Linked DNA regions of Columba livia: region 2 is linked to region 1. A link is a contact called in public Hi-C data. All regions are on one chromosome and are shown on one strand. The core of a region is the stretch at or near the end of the contact, and the rest is flanking DNA. Distances in the headings are between cores, read along the strand shown.

Region 1 (5,069 bases), core at 1,188-3,687:
AATAGGGAGCAGACAGGGCAGGCAGCTAATTGCAAGGAGCAAAAATACACAGGGAAGATAAAAGAGAGTGTTTGCATCGTCTGGAACCCCCTGGCCATCCCAGGTTTGCCTCCAGCTGTTTGGTGAAAAGCTCTTTCCAGCCTTTGAGGAGATCATGGTTAGTCTGGAATCAAACAAAACCAGCAAGCGAAGGTGAGCAGGCAGGGAGGAGGGCATGAAACCAGCTCCTTTTGGCTTTTGGGAAGACTGGGAAGCTTGTAAATGCAATTGCTGGTGGTGATGGTGTAGCACTGTGATTGCCACAGCTTTTGCATGACAGTAACGAGAGACCCCACCTAATGCTGGAGCTGCTCCAGGCTCTAGAGAGAAGAACTCGTGGCCTGAATACACAAAACAGGAGTGGAAACAGGCACAAAATGACTTTCCCACAGGCAGAGTGGGGCTGAGCTGGAGCCGCCATCCCCTCAGTAGGGCCACAGCCACCAGCTGCCTTGCCCAGGTGGCAGGGTCAAGGCTCAGCTGCGTAAACACATGGGGACCTGGGCAAGAGCTGGAGCAGCCCAAGGAGCCCTTGGGAGCTCAGCACACCGTGTCTGTGGGAACCTGGCAGGGCTTTGAGATGTGACAGTGGGACAGGGATGCCTGGGCCAGCGTGGTGTCAGCAGCACCAGCAACTCCCTCAAGTCTTTGGTCCCACTGCAGGGTGAAATGCTGTGGTCCTTTTAAACCTGGGCCTGGGAGTTCCCCCCAGCACCTGGGAAGGGGCTGGCAGGCAAGGGCAGGACCATCCCCAGCCTCCTCTGCTCTTCTCCCAGACAGCTGAGCCCTGCTGCGATGCTGCAGGGGATATGGGGACGTGCGTGTCCTTGCTCTGGGAGGAAAGAGGCTGGTGCTGTAGGTGCTCCATGGGAATGAGCGTCGCAGCCTCCGCAGGGTTGGGAAACTGATGTTATCACAAGGGAGGTTTCGCCTCATCACCGAGGTGAAGAGCAGCCCCCCCAGCCAGCCCCGCAGCCGCTGCCCCGGGCCCTTCGCCAGCTCTGCGGGATGGAGGCCCCGGCACAGGCAGGCTGGGAACCGCCTGGACTGCTCCAACAGACGGGGACGATGCCGGTCACGCCATGTTGTGAATCACCAGCCCCAGCATGCAGCTGGATCCTTCACTCGTGGCAGCAAGGGCTAGGCAGGTGCTGGATACACCCAGGTATACCTCTCACCTCCCAAAATGGGGACCTTACCCTGAGAAGGGGCTGTGTGGGGGCTGGCAGGGGGCTGCTGGTCTGCCTGGGGCGCAGTCCAGCCGTGCCCCCCTGAGGCCCTGAGTATGAGGGCTGGGAGCTGCTGGACTGACAAAGCCTTGGGAGATACTTGGCTGACACTCCTGGGAAGCTACAAGTCTTTCCATGGGCTTAGGAGCTCAGACTCCAAACCTTCCCCTATGCTAGGGACAAGACTCTGAAGTCAGCATAAATTCAGAAAAAATACCCCATGCTCATGAACGAAGGCTCACACAAGGACAAACCTTGCCTGTAAAGAGGACCCTGACCCTGGTCAGCTGCTGCTGTGCTGCCATCCTAGGGAGGACATGGGGACACCCTTTCCTTCCTGCATCATTTGACATCTCTCCTGGTGCACTGCCATTCTGCCCCAGCACCCACTGGTGCAGTGGGATGCTGCCAGTCCTGCTCACCCCCTGCCAACCTTGCTTACCCTTGCCAGGCTCTGCAGGCAAGCTGGCCAGCCCCCGTGGGAATCAAGGCTGGTGTCTGGCAGGATCAGCCCTGCTGCTCTCGGAGTTCAGATGCTTCCCCCAAGCACCAAGGCTGCCCTGCACACACATCCCACCTGCGCTTGGGGGGAAATGCTGAGGAATGCGAGGGGGAGATGGGGCAGCGCAGGGGAGATGCCGGCACTGCAGGCAGGGAGTGCAAGCAGCTGGGTCCTGTGCTGCAGGCTCAGCAAAGGCAGGGCAGGCAATACAGGGCAAAATTCCCAGAGAAAAGCTTTGCTCAGCCCCTGCCTTCAAAGGGTTAAGCAGCTTGCACAAACCACCCTGGAGCCCAGGTCTGGTCTGGCCCCTCCGACTCCTTCACCCTCCGAGGGCCGGGCTGGTGCCAAAGTCGGAACCTGCTAATCAGCAGCTCCAGCAGCCGCAGCCATCCCTCCCTCCGCCTTGACTCCTGGCCAAGCGCGGCCGGGCCTGCCGGCGCAGGAATGTGTGAGAGCCATGTGTCACTTCTCCAGACTGTGGGAAAGTGCTGCTCCAGTGAACTCACAGCAGCTGCCCTGCCCCAGCCCGGCCGTGCCGCGGGAGAAACAGGAGCTGAGGCTCGCAGCCCTTGCAAGGGCGGTTTGCTCCTGCTCATTTCCGTGCGGATCCGCTGCCAACCCCCAGCCCCGCGGGTGACAAAGAACATCTGAGCCCCCAACGCCTGCTGTGGCCACCATGGATGGGGAAGGAAGGGCTGCTGCCCTTTTTTTCCTTTAGAAAACAATTCCCCCCCCCCCCCGCTTTTTTTTTTTAACAAAGGGTGTGGGGGATGTTGACAGCACAAGCAGCAGCCTGGGGAAGCAGGAGCTGCCCCCGTGCTACAGCTCGCACCACCTGGCACTTGTACAAGAGTCTTCATCTTCAAAGCCCTGGGCAGACAATGGCCCCTTTCAGGCCCTGGCGGTGCCTGGAGCCGGCCAGGGCCCCGGCCGTGGTCAGTCTGGCCGGCTGGGGCTGAGCGGCACAGGGCTTCCCTGTCCCTGGCTGCGAGGGGAAGGCAGGAGGTGCTGGGTGCTGTGGGGGGATGCTCCTGCAGCCCACAGCCCCGCTCCTGGGGTTGCAGCCATCCCTTTCTTCCTCTCCAGCATCCTCCTTGCTCACCATGGCCCTTTCGGGCATCACAGCGGCTGTCAGCACGGCATTTCGCAGAGGGTCTCAGCACTGGAGCCCCAGCGTGGCCCCCAACTCGGTGTGGAGGGGTTGGCTGCCTCGCTGCAGGAGCCCACGCCATCAGCTCAGAAGTCAGACAAAAGCAAGACCAGGAAGAACAGAGGGTGGGGAACTACCCATCTCCCTTTTCGCCCCAGCCCCCTGCCAGGGGATTAATTGCCGGCCCAGAGAGCAGGAGAAGTGGACTGGGGCTTGGCAGGAGGGCAGCAAGGCAAAGCGCTGAAGCAGAACGTTTGGTGGCCACTGGTGCCCCCATGCCTGCCGACAGCCTTCCCCAGCTCCTCCGTGCCATACCGGCCCCAGCCGATCAGACTCTGCTGGCAAGCATCTATTTCTGCCCTCATTTTCATCTCCTCCTAAGCCTGCCACAAGCTCTCGTTAAAGCTGGTTGCTGGGGACTCATTAACTTGGCAGGCTCAGTGAACTCTGATCAATTAAAGTAAAGCTTCTTAGCTTCTCTGCCCTCTGCTTTGCTGCAATGTTGCCCTGCTCCCGTACTCCTGTCCACAACCCAGACAAGGCAAAACCAGGATGACAGTCCCCAACTGGCTGCATGTCCTGGACATCTGCTGCCAGCCCAGGTCCAGCTCTGCCATAGCTCCTGGCCCACGTTAGCACCAGTGACCAGGTGCCCTCCCTGCTCTCGGGGAGCAGGGTTGGTGAGAGCCTCTTCCATGGGAAGCCACAGCTCCTGTTGGGGCAGCCAAGATATTTATAAAGGCACAAGCAGGGTAAGATGGCTGCAGTCTGAAATTTTGCTTTGGTTTTTAGACATTTTGGCCAAGAGATGCCGACATGTCCTCAGCCCTTGCTAGCACAGCCAGCCACAGGTGCTCCCCGCCGGCTCCAGCGCTGAGCTTGGCCCCGCAGACCCTGAAACATCTCCCACCTGCTCCCCCTAAAGTAAGAGCATTTCTCAGGAGGCAGAGCCTGCTCCGCAGACCCCGTGGTGCCCAGGACATGCTGCTTGGCTGATGGTCACGCTCAGACACCCAGTTCAGCTGAGATGTGATTTCACAGCTCCTGCTGTATTTAGTCAGAAGGTATGATGGGTCCATTGCCAATTATACCTTTAAGGGTGTAAGAAGAGAGGCAGAATCACTCCTTCTCCCTTTTCAAAAGTGTTCTGGATGCCCTGCAGCCAGAGGAGGGCTGGAATATCCCAGATACTGCTGTGCCACTAATTCCTTCATGACTCCAATCAGCCTCTGGTGCACCCTGTGCTATTTCAGAAACCTTGGGAGAGCAATGCTGACTACCCCATCAGAGCTACACAAATTTGGAAGGTCAAACGGAGGCAGAGCTTGGGCTTTCAGCCACCTTTAAACCTGTTGACCAAACCCAAACAAACCAAAGCCCTAATGAAATTCATTTGGAGTCTTTCCTGGATTGCATCTCTGCAAACTGTGAGTCTGCTGCAGTCAGACAGACAGATGATATTAGTGGGTACAAAACGAGGCCATGAGGTGTTAGAGACCCTGAGCCAAGCCAAGCATTGGATGCAAATGCTCCCAGGCTCTGGGAAAACTCTGACCCAGACACTGACTGAACAGGGAGGCTCGGGCTTATCTCTGCAAACCAGAGACGGCAGCACGGCCTCTCTGGCCCTCAGCTGTGGACGAGCTCCAGCACAGCAAGAAAATATGGGGCTTCAACACCTTTTTCACCACTTAGCCACAGCCGCGGTGGCTTGCAGCCTTTCTCACTGTGAGGGCATCGGATGTGTCATCTGCTGCAGCACTGAGCTGTGTTCCTTCTTGAAGAGGGGACAGACCCTGCTTGAAAGCCGCGCCTGCCACTCTGCTGCTCACCTGCTCCCCACAGGGGCTCACAAGAGGAGAAAATGTTTGCTGTTGGTGCTGAGTGTGGACCTAAACTCCTTGCCTGAAAGCCCTTGAAGCGGGGCAGCTCGCGTGACAAGGAGCTGAACTTGGAAGCTCAGGGTCAGCAGTTTCTCCTTCCCAGAACTGAGCAAGAAAAACAAACAGCTCCTGCAGCCCTTCTCTGATTTGGGTTTTGTTACACTTCCCAAATGCGCCAGTCAAACATTCATGAAGGATCAGCCAAATCTTACCGAGGCTTGGAGGCTCTGTTTCAAATGAGCATTGGCCTTATTGACACATTGCAG
Region 2 (5,069 bases), core at 1,248-3,747, 58 kb before region 1:
TCCTCTGAAAAACTCTAAAATAGGGTTATTTGTTTTCAATAAAGTTAGGGAATATAGCTAAAAATTTCAGAATAACATAATGCTGTTCTTTTTTTTTTTTAATTTGGTTTGCATAACGAAACATATTTATAACAAAATATCTGAATTTCAAGCAGTACCTTGAAATGGAAAAGTTCTACATCGGGATTTAAATCAAACCTACTTAAAAACTGTCACACAGATACCGTTAACACCAACATACATTGATTTTATCACTTCTGCGTTTCTAAACAACAAAACCACTCAGAAGCAGTCCTGCAGTGCTAACTGCCATTTGCCGCCTTAAAGTCCCGTTCTGCCAAAATCACAGTCTTTCGTACCTTAACACTCACCTTCGGTCTCAGCCAAGATATCTGGCCTCTGAACTGGGCAAGTGGGGTGCAACAGTCAAAGAACAGAGAGGTGTCGCTGGCGGGAAACGCGGGGTCTGTGTAAAGGTCTCTCTTCACCACGACGGGCTTTGTCTCTCCCAGCATTTTCAGCACAAGCCGCGGCAGCTGCACCGGCCTTTCCCACGACTCTGTCCGCGCAGCAGCGGAACCGCAGGAGCGTCACTCGGGAGCTGCAGCTGAGGCACCAGCAGCCGGGAGATCGACCCGGGAGCACAAAAGCTCCTCCCTCTGCCCACGGAGCAGCCTGACCCACGGCATCGCCGGCTGCTGGCAGCACCTGCGACCGCCCTGGGGGTTCCCGGCTCTGCTGGGAGAGAGCGAGGGGCTCAGAGACACCGACCCCCGGCAGCGCACGGAGCCCCTTCCCCGCCACACAGGCCCCGCCACCGCCACCCTTTCCTCACACCCACCTCCAACCGGGCGCCCTCGGTGCACACCCCCCACCCTGACACCCTTCGTGCCCCAACCAGCCACCCCACAGACGCGCCCCCACACCCGCTCCCTCCCGGCCCCGGCCGCCTCCTCACCGCGGGTGCCGCCCCGCAGCCATGCCCGGCGCGGCCGTTGCCCCGGTAACGCGACCATGCTCTCCCCGCCCCTTCAGGAAACGGACTGGGTTGCTGGCCAATGAGATGGCGGCAGACAGGCACGTGCTTCTCGCACCACCAATCGGCCGCCGGGGTCCGCAGAGCGGGGCGGGGCCAGGTCCCAGTGTCCCCCGCGGCTGTGGCCGCGCGGGGGGGGCGGGCGTTCCTTGTGTCCGGAGTGACGGGAGCCGGGTCGGGGATCCCCGGGCACTGCGGGTTCCCGAGCACGGGCGGGATCCCGCACCAGGAACAGCTGGAGAGACGGGAAACTCTCCTGCGCGGAGCTGCAGGAGGAGGGAGGCGCGATGGTCACCCGAGCAGCTCTGAGAGGCTGAGGGAAACAAACCCAAACTCTATTGTCATGCAGAGTGTGACACAGAAATTGTTGATCTTCACAAAGCGGTTTCCTGAGATGATGGCAAAGATCACATTTTCAAATCGTTTATCAGTAAATATTTGTCCAAGGGCTGAACTGACAAATACATCAGTTGTCATCATCTGACAGCTGCCACTGCCTGGCCAAACAGAAATGATAAAGACATGGCGTTGTGTTGTGTTCGCTGCGTGTTGTGTCACCCCCGTGGCCACCCTGCCACCTGTCCCGCACCAGCGACCACCACCCATCTGTGGCCATGGTGTAGAGGACGCTGACGGGGCCACCTCCAAGCCCGGCAGCAGCTCCCCAGCCCTGGCACGGCTGCCACCCCGCGGGGTGTGCATTGTCCGAGACCCAGGGAGGCTGGTGTCACTGCTGCTGCAAGCCCTGTCCCCTCGTACACCCCGGCCCTGCCTCCGGGTGGCCTGGTACTGAGCGAGGATGCACACAGGGCAGCGTCTGGAAAGGGGTAATGCTGTTGAACAAGGTGCGGTAGTTTGGATTGTTTGGATTGTTTGCCGGGAAAGCCCAGGAGCACAAACTGAACCATAGTAAGAGCAGGTGAAAACTGAACAAGAAATGCTGAAATGCAACTAGGGCAATTATTCAGTGGGAAGCAGTGGATGCCTTGTCGTTTTAAGTCTTTGCATCAGAGTTTCTTCCCAAAAAATGCCCCGCACCGGCCAGGAGCCCTGGGAGTCACCATGGGAGTGTCTTTGGCTCGTGTTAGCCTGGAGGGGAGCGCGACTCTCAGCCCCAGCCCTGTGGCCAGTGAGGTGTGGGGCTACACACCGAGCCCACAGCCTGGGTGTCAGCCTATCTGTCCAGCCACAGACTCCACTGTTATTAAACCAATACCTTCAGAGCAGCACCTTTAGTGACATGAGCCAGTTCCTGAGGAAGGAAACAGCTGGATATTTTTAACAGGAAAAACTTCAAATCGGAAAACCTTTCTGTTGTGTTGGTGGGGGTGATGCATGTGAAGTTGGTGGGTCACACTGGTGGAGATATGGGACTGCAGAGGCCATCAGCTACAGAACAGGCTGGCCTGGAGATCTTCAGGTTTCCCTGGATGCGAGTAGTCAAGTGGTGCCAGCAGATAACGCCTGGGGAGTACGTGCCTGTGTCCTTCAGAGGGGTTTCTGTGACAGTCTCCCATGCTGGGGACACGGCTCCGCTGCCCGATCCCCAGCTGTCCCTTATCTCCCCATGCAGACCTGCGCCCCGACAGCATGCGTAACCAAGCCGCGCACGTGGGCCATGGATAAAGAGCTGGCCAGGTGATGGGACTCCAGTCTGGTGGCCTCCCTCCCTGTGCAGCGTGGCTTGCTCTGGCAGCTGGACTCGTTCACAAGTGCTTGGCCACGTGAGTGTTGCAAAATGCTTTTTTTTTGCTCTTTGAAATGAGTCGGGAGGGGCAGCTGTGGGAGTTATTCATGGTTTCCTTGCAGCAAAGGGCACGAGAGACTGCAGCAGCTGAGCTGGGGCTGTCCCTCTGTGTCCCTGCACTCCTGGGTGTGGGACAAGCAGGGTACCGTGCTGAGGTTCGTGGCAGTAAGATGGACTGAGAGAGGGTTTTAAAAGAGCTTTGCAGTTTGGAACTGTTTATTTTCATCCCCATTCACTCAATCCAGCTGCTCCCACCTGTGCATTTAACCCTTTGTATTGCACCTGCAGGTGAAGTGAAATGGGTGCTTTTGCACCCACAGCCCAGCTCCTGCACCCAGTTGTCCCTGGGGAGGGGATGGGCAGGGACCAGCAGTGGCTTCTGCCCTGGGGATCTGTGTGGGACAGCTGCCGCATACCTCACCTCCCACTGGTTTATCTTCAAACCCAGTGGCTTTCAGCCTCCTGCATTTGCTGACCTCTGAACATTTTAAGAAAATAACTTTCCATAGCAAATTTACCCTCCCAGCTAAGTTTTTTGCATGGTCAGCTTTGATGAACACCCAAAAAGCAACCTACAGCCCTTTCCCCTGCTCCCACCCAGGGCTGTGAATCACAAGCTGGAAACCACTGTCCTGTTATGGTGCTCACAGCCGTTAAACACCAGCTAATATGTTAGTTGGGTGTTTCCGAATGACATGATGGAAGTGGTGGGCTGCTGGTGGGTGTGTGTCAGTGACTTCACCTCCTAAGTGCAGGTCACAGCTCTAAACATTACCTATTAAACAGTTAAACTGTCGGCATCTCATAGTCTTTTAATGAGCCTCACCCTAAAGCTTGGCTGCTGCTCAGAGTCAACCATTTCTGTCTGACAAAGCTGCATAACTAAGGCCAAAATCAGCAAGAATCTCAAAAATGAGATACTTAGAAGCCGTGTTTTAAATAGCCCTCTTGAACTGAGAGAAACACCAAGGAAATAGCAAGTCCATGCAGCACAACGTGGAAATTCTGAATAAACAGGGTCATCTGGTCTTGGCTGGCTCCTGGGACCCTTGCTGAGCTGTCATTAGCAAGCACAGAGCTGTTTACTTCTGTTGTTGCATAAACGGGCTGTTGTCCTGCTGAGGAACTGGACCCACTGGGGCAGCGCTAATGGGCAGCAGCACTTTGCCTTCTTCACCCAGTCAGATGCCAAACCTGCAGCCCAAACATGGGAGAAGCGGGGCCAGAGAACAGACCATCCAGCCCTTGCTCATCCTGGGGCATCTTCCAGTGCTAAGCCATGAGCTCACTTGCTCTCCCTTCCTCTCCACCCCTTGATACCAATGGCAGTGAACTCTTGTAAATGCAGAGTATGTTGGCTTGTACCATCTCTCTCTATCTCATAAAATGAATTATGATACGTGAATAGAAGAGTCCTGAGAGCTAAATGAAGTGTGGTACCACAGTTCATGAGCTGTGGACAGAGATATTTTTGTTCTTCATAACTGATTTTTGAAACTTTTTTTTTTTTTTTAGGACAATGTACCAACATTTCCTTTTCCTTTTCTTCCTCTCCTTCCATCCCCATAAATGCCTGGGTGAAGATCCATATGAAATGCCCAAAGACCACCAGGAAGTCTACAGAGGCACAAAAAATGACATAAAAGAGATCCCAAAGATTGCAAAGCCCTTCATTTCTGAGATGATCTTTGTACAAACCAGCATCACTACTATAAGGAAAGGTGCCTTCAGGTACATGCCCAACCTGGTCAAGATTTTGTTTATTGGCAACAAGATCAAGACAGTTGAACCTGGAGCCTTTGATAGTTTAGAGAAGCTGAGGGATTTGGAAATCTCTGGTGCGTCATTAGAAGAACTAGCTGTGGGCACTTTCCAAAACCTCCCAAGCTTGCAGAGGCTGGAGCTGAGAGACAGCCACCTCAGACACATCCCCAAAGGTCTGTTTGATGGGCTGGAGAATTTGGGAGAGCTCTCCCTGCACATCAATGCAATTTCTTCTCTTCCAGAAGGTGTTTTTGATTCTCTCGTCAATCTAACATTTTTGGACCTTTCTAGAAACAGGATCACAGCTCTTCCTGGGGGTGCCTTTAGCAAACTACCCCATCTGCAAGTCCTCCGGCTGTATGAGAATGAGCTGCAGGACCTACCAGCGACACTGCTAGATGGTCAGTCAGGACTGCTGGAGCTCAGCCTCCAGAGGAACAGGCTCAGGGCACTGCCACCCATGCTTCTGAGGAGCCTGCCTCACCTGGAGAAACTCCTCTTGGACAACAACCTCATCGGGAC

What was found. A called contact is a pair of places that touch in the nucleus more often than the background predicts.
Region 2: a Hi-C map of liver shows a contact between it and region 1, with 1.8 times the contacts expected there. The contact joins the promoter of LOC102095575 here to the enhancer-like site in region 1. A contact is called at or near these places in 2 of 2 Hi-C or Micro-C datasets (crop and liver).

What each region holds. Positions count from the first base shown.
Region 1 is chr9:8,066,254-8,071,322 of bColLiv1.pat.W.v2, reverse strand. No RefSeq gene overlaps it. Among named protein-coding and RNA genes, the nearest start is that of HES1, 22 kb to the left of the region's middle. Within about 2 kb of position 2,437, at least 2 of the 3 cell types and tissues checked have an H3K27ac peak away from gene starts, as active enhancers do.
Region 2 is chr9:8,124,107-8,129,175 of bColLiv1.pat.W.v2, reverse strand. It overlaps LOC102095575 (platelet glycoprotein Ib alpha chain), which reads left to right and starts at 2,497. Exons shown (of 2, transcript XM_021293160.2): 1 at 2,497-2,760; 2 at 4,299-5,069. The coding sequence starts at 2,678. LOC110356760 (a long non-coding RNA gene) reads right to left here and starts at 1,065. Exons shown (of 3, transcript XR_010474629.1): 1 at 959-1,065; 2 at 372-735.